Regions from separate parts of the Zea mays genome. Here region 1 is linked to region 2. A link is a contact called in public Hi-C data. All regions are on one chromosome and are shown on one strand. The core of a region is the stretch at or near the end of the contact, and the rest is flanking DNA. Distances in the headings are between cores, read along the strand shown.

Evidence for each region. Hi-C and Micro-C count contacts between places; a contact is called where the count stands out from the background.
Region 1: a Hi-C map of leaf shows a contact between it and region 2, with 3 times the contacts expected there. The contact joins the promoter of LOC103643278 here to the promoter of LOC100217199 in region 2. A contact is called at or near these places in 9 of 25 Hi-C or Micro-C datasets (bundle sheath, ear, leaf and 2 more) and 1 of 3 datasets of contacts at active chromatin or transcription factors (leaf).

The regions. Positions count from the first base shown.
Region 1 is chr1:218,783,419-218,786,297 of Zm-B73-REFERENCE-NAM-5.0, forward strand. It overlaps LOC103643278 (transcription factor MYB16), which reads right to left and starts at 1,323. Exons shown (of 2, transcript XM_008666441.4): 1 at 798-1,323; 2 at 1-311. The coding sequence starts at 1,123.
Region 2 is chr1:218,550,842-218,553,862 of Zm-B73-REFERENCE-NAM-5.0, forward strand. LOC100217199 reads right to left here and starts at 1,462. Exons shown (of 11, transcript NM_001143558.1): 1 at 1,172-1,462. The coding sequence starts at 1,354.

The sequences.
Region 1 (2,879 bases), core at 73-2,572, 230 kb after region 2:
CAGAGGCAGGTAGTATCGTTGGCTGCGCATGGAGAGCAGTTGGTGTTGGCGTTGCTGTCCGTATCTTCGATTCTCGAGCCAGCCGTGCCTCAGCCTCGAGGCGGGCGCTCTCCCATTGTGCCATGTGGCTGAGGCTTGCGGCGGCCTTGGTTGATTTGTCGTTTGTGGTGCCAATGCGAGTGCCACTGATAGATTTGTGGGTGACAGGATCGATCCCCATCTTGGCCAGCCTTTTCTTGAGGTGTGTGTTCCAGTAGTTCTTGATCTCATTGTCCGTGCGATTTGGTAGATGGGTTGCAATGGCCGACCACCTGAACAAGTGCCATGAAACGAACCTATGATTTAAAATTAACATCTTGTATTCATCTACCATGTATGCCGAAATTCTAGGTTGGAGTACAGAACTAAGAGGACTGAGGGAGGGGGGACATGAGACGGCAAATTAAAAAAAGTACAGATGCCATGCCATAACTCGGTACATGCAGCAGGATAGATAGATTGGTGCACTTAGATGCCTGCATACAGAAGATGCACTAGAAAATCCGTTCTAATTCATTATAAATACACTGACAATCCTTTCTTCTCTGCTTTCAGATGTGACAGAGGCTCACGTATATGCTTTGTAAATTGTCACTAAATGGTAGGCAGCAGTCTGATAGGAACAGACAGTGCACTTCGTCTTAGCAGAAAGGAGCCAGATAAGATACGTATGCTAAAGGATCTCTTGTGCTCTGAGCACTGCAGATGATATGACTTACTGTAACAATCTGGAGTTGACTAATTTCACTGGTACTCACCTGTTGCCTAAAAGAGCATGAAGCTGGATGATGGTCTGCTCTTCTTGCAAGCTGAACTTGCCCCTCTTGATGTCCGGTCTCAGGTAGTTTGTCCACCTCAGTCTGCAGCTCTTCCCACACCTCTGCAAGCCTGCAAGACTGTTGGTCGAGATCTCACGAACAATGTTCATTGGGAAGATGGTAGAATACTCACCCGCCTTCACAGGCAATGCTCGCCAACTCCCATGTCCGTGCTCCTGAATGTAGGCAAGCAGCTTCTGATCCTCCTCCGGTGTCCACGGGCCTTTCTTCAGTCCAATCTTCTCACAGCATGGCGATCGCCCCATTAAAGCAGTGTGATTTGTTAATTTTTTTTTCTGAACTCGAGCTGACAGCTGAGTTCAGAGGTGCTGAAGGCTAAATAGAGCAGGATGAGAAAACGACAAGCCACACTGCCACTGCTATAAATCTGTAGTATGATAGGAGGTATGAGCACTGAATTTTCCATTCCTTATCGTGTCATAAATGCCCTTATGTTGGGTTGCTTCAGTTTTGTTTACGAGGTACAAGTATTCGTACATTTCCTTATCGATCTACTGAACGTAAAAATACAGTAACAAACAAGTGCCTTCATTTGAGGGTCAGTTTAACACTGAGGTCCAGTTTGCTATGGCCCACGAATTTAAAACCGCAATAACTCCATGGTGATTTGGGTCCCACAGGTGACACCAAGTCCAGGTTGGTGTTGGGGTAAGGCAAAGAAATGATTCATTTCCTTGAGGTGAGATGGGTCAAGGCTACGGGTCTGTTGTTTGATTTAGGCACCGCACCATATTGAAGTCATTTGAGCTTAGCAGCTTACTTATTCTAATTCCTATATTCAAACTCCACTCTAAGAACAATATAAAACAGTGTTTTGAGTGACCATATTAGTGAACTGTTGGAGACGATTTTGTGCTTTGAATGTTTCCAGTACAGTTAATGGTATTTATGCTTTCAAGACCAGTTATTTAGCCTAGTGGAGAGGTAATATATATCAACTCCCTTGCTATGCTTTCAAGATCACTTGTTCGTGGTGTAATGCCAAAAAAAAAAAAAAAATCTGACTGAGGATTTCATCTTGACAAGTCTGTCACGTACTCATGTGCAGTGTGAGCAGCTATAATTGGGGTCGAAGTATTTTTAGCCTATAATCATCTTGGTCCAGCTTTAGCTGGAGTGCAGGTCATTTCATTAATCCCGTTTTGCCTATGTGGCATATAATTGCGTCTTGGTTTAATGCTGAGCTGAATGGACGAAATAATCAACCTAGCGTGGGGAAGAACTTGAGAACTGTGGATGTCTAGTAGGGTACCGAAGTCATTGCTTTGTGGGATGCAGGAGTGCATGTAGAGGTGATAATGGATCGTGATGCAAATGCTTTTTCACAAAATGGTAAGGCTCTAAATAAATTTAAGTTAAAAAAGAATAGAAATATAGCTCGATCCTAATCCGATCCGAATAGAAATAGAGCTCGATCCTAATTTGATTCGATCCTTAAATTTTATAGTGTAAAATTTAGAGCCCCTCGTCACCTGAACTGCAGGAGACGTTAGATCATTGCAGTGTTGTTTTTCAGAATAGAGGAAAGGAAGAGAAAATGAATATGCGGTTTGATCACTGTTGTTGCGGTTTCTACAGTATTATTCATCTGATATACTGTTGTAGGTATTGTTCATCCGAACAGTAAAAAGGAGTGTTTTCTTTTTTTCCAAAGTTCTAAACACCTGCAGCAATAGAGTTAAGAAAAGTTAAGGAACAAATGTGTTTTTGAAGGTGTTCTGCCTAGTGTCGCCAGGGCCATGTCTTTAGTTGAGGTCTTGAGGATGAGTATAATTTTTGGTGTCTTGCTGGTGCTAAGGGTTTGTCCTTGCTCTCAGTTTATGGTCATGAACTAGGTCGAGGCACGTTGTTGCTTCTCTGGAGTAGATATTTTAGTATTAGTTTATCAGTGTTGTGTCTTTTTCTTTTTTCTGTAGGGCTATTGTTCTCTTTCTATCTTTTAATGCAATTGTTGGGGAACTTTCTCCTCCGAAGGTCTTCAAAAACATAACTAACCATATG
Region 2 (3,021 bases), core at 212-2,711:
ATAAACATTTTCTATTTTGCATAGAATAAAATATCTTTATATAAGCTGCCTTCCACGAGACCACACATGAAGTTCAACAGATCTTATAAATTACGACAAGCTAGCTAGTGCTTATCCTTCTGAAAACAGGTATTCCATTGCTAGCAGTTAACATAATATTGATGCTACAAAATATATATCAACGAGACAGGCATTTCATCCATGATTCTAGGATGAGGAACAAAAATCTCTTAGTAACCAACAATCCACTCCATCACATATATAATGTTGTCAAACAAGTTAACATTGTACAAAACGGAGCATTAGAAGATGAATATAATAATCATATTCCTCCAAGTTTCATCCTCTTAAACTTCAACTCAATCATCGTCACTCTGTAAAATATAATGCAACTACGCAATACTTGATATAAATGGGCAACACGCAGTACAAATATGTTTTCCTCTAAATGTACACAACCAATTAAGGAAACAAACAAAATTAGTTCTTCATTTATACAATATCGGCATATCACGTGTTCCGTGAGATAAATAAAGTGAATGATTGGACATGTGGGCTGTGGCCACTTCTGATGAGTACAATTTCATTGAAATTCTAGCTTACATTAGATTGGACACAACCTAGGAGTACTGAAAATCCATGTAACATAACCATACTAAACCACACCAAAAGCAAACAATACACATTAACATTAACACCTAGAATATCTAGCTAGAACAGCATATTCCTAATGCATGCCTTAAAGTCAATGCATTTCATCTAATATAGTGGCACTGTTGTTGTAAGTTGGCACCTGAGCTGTAATAGTATGCAGCTATAATAATAGCAGTCGACCCTAAAAGTTCGATGAAATACTAATAATCACCACCAACCAACACCCTGACGTTCACAAACAAATAACATCTAAATAGATGAGATTAAATATCATGAATTACCTAAATCATGATCTAGGGCATGCCCCACAAGAACCTAATACATGACACATATTGCTTATAGTTTACCACAATGAACACCATGCAACAGTACAATCACTAGATGCTATCTCGTCACACCGAAAATCGCAAATTTCTCGTAATCTCAGTCATCCTTACAGCAGAAACAGGGCGCAAATCGCTACCGATATCGCAATCGATCCGAGAAACGGGGAGTTGAGCAGAGAGCAGGGGCTTACAAACTCGACGAATGCCTGGTTGCGGTTAGCGCCGACGTTGCACATGGTGTTTACGACCCGGCCGAAGGGTTTGCAGAGGTCGACGAGCTCCTCCTCGGTGCACTCCCATGGCATGTTCCGAAGATGCAGCACCTTGGACGGCGTCTGCGTGTACCGAAATTGCGTCGCCGACCCGGGCGGCATCCTTGCTGGCTCGGCTTCCTCTCCGGCCGGGAACGCGGGCGGTTGTGGCACCGCTGCTAGGGTTAGGGTTTGGTGGGTTTTCTTATCGCGGCGCGGGGGTGGGAGCCGTTTCGAGGGAGGAGGAACCGAGCACGGTTGCTGAGGAAAAAGATAGGTAGAGGGGGTTGGCCTGTTGGGAAGGGGAAATGGGAATTGCCGAATTGGAATGGGGCTCGTTGGACTAGGTGGCCTGTTGAGGCGGGGATCCGATGCGTAACACCCGAAATGTGTATAAAAAATAATAATAAAATAAATACACGAAAAAATAAAATAGTAAATACAGAAATCTCAAATTATACTTGAGTGTTAAATTTTAGGACTGAATTTTGAAACCAATAACTATTTTTTAAAAAGAAGTAATAGAAAGGTTTTCAGTTCAACTACTAGATGATTATTCATTTTATTAAATGATGCGCCATAAGCATTTATTTACATGAATATTTGATTTTGAAGTGACTTTTACTTCTTACCCACATTCAAAATACTATTTTTAAAAAAAAATAAAACAATATGAGTGTTTCTCATGTTTCAAACATCTATAAATCAATTAAAATAAATACATATGTATGACTTCATAATTGATTTTGAGTATGTAATAAAAATTTGAATTCCTAAACTTTATCGTGAATTTGGATTTTTAAATTTGTAAATCAAAAGAGAATGAGAGGGGAATTTAAATTTGAATTTGGGATTTGAAAAATGGAAAAGAAGAGAGAAATATTATAGATTGCAAAATGAATTTATAAATAAATAGACTCAACCCATAATGGAATGTCCAAGTCATACATTCAAATCTAAGTACAAATTCACTACAAAATTTGAATTCAAAATTTGGACTCAATTTAAAAAACAGAATAAAGAAAAAGAAAAGGGTTCATCTCCTCTGCATGGGCCGGATTTGCTCCTCGCGGCCCACTTCTCTGGCCTTGTGCGGCTGGGATGTGCCACGCGCGCTGAAGTCGTGGCCCACTGGTCAGCTTCTTGCGTCATCACCTATCGCTGGTGTGTGGTTCCCACCGGTCAGGATGGTCTTCTCTCCTCTCGCAGACGCTCTGTTTCAACCATCGCCCGTGAAGACCGAGTCCGAGAGCATCTCCTGGGCTAATTCGGTCGCTCCGTTGGCGCGATTTTGGCGGTGATCGTGTCACGGGCTACAAATACCAGAGTCGTGGAACCCTCCGTTGGAACCGCGCCTAGGATTAGCTCGGAATCGTCGTACCCAATTTCTACGGGGAAGATCACGGACGCCGCCGCGGGGTGAGCGACGGCTCAGCGTTGTTCGACCCTGGGAGCGTAGCTTTGGGAACCTCCGGTCTGCCGTGGGGTTGGTCGTGGCGGTCGGCATCATCTCAGTGCGCCGCGGTGCTGTGTGCTGCTCGTAAGAGTGGGGCGAGCGTAGCCGCGTAGGGACTTCCTCCACACCGTGGTCGGGCATCTCTGTGGCTCCTACCTCTGGTAAGGCTTCCACCCCGTGCTCGCCTCGTCTTCACCGGCGTGTATACCGCGATTGGGATAGATTAGAGTATTGGGGCGTTGGCAATTGCTCACCGGTGTTAATCCGGCTTGGGTTGCCACGGTTCACCATGGTTGTGAAGCTGGGCTTGTCAATTGGTCACCTGCTATCAGTC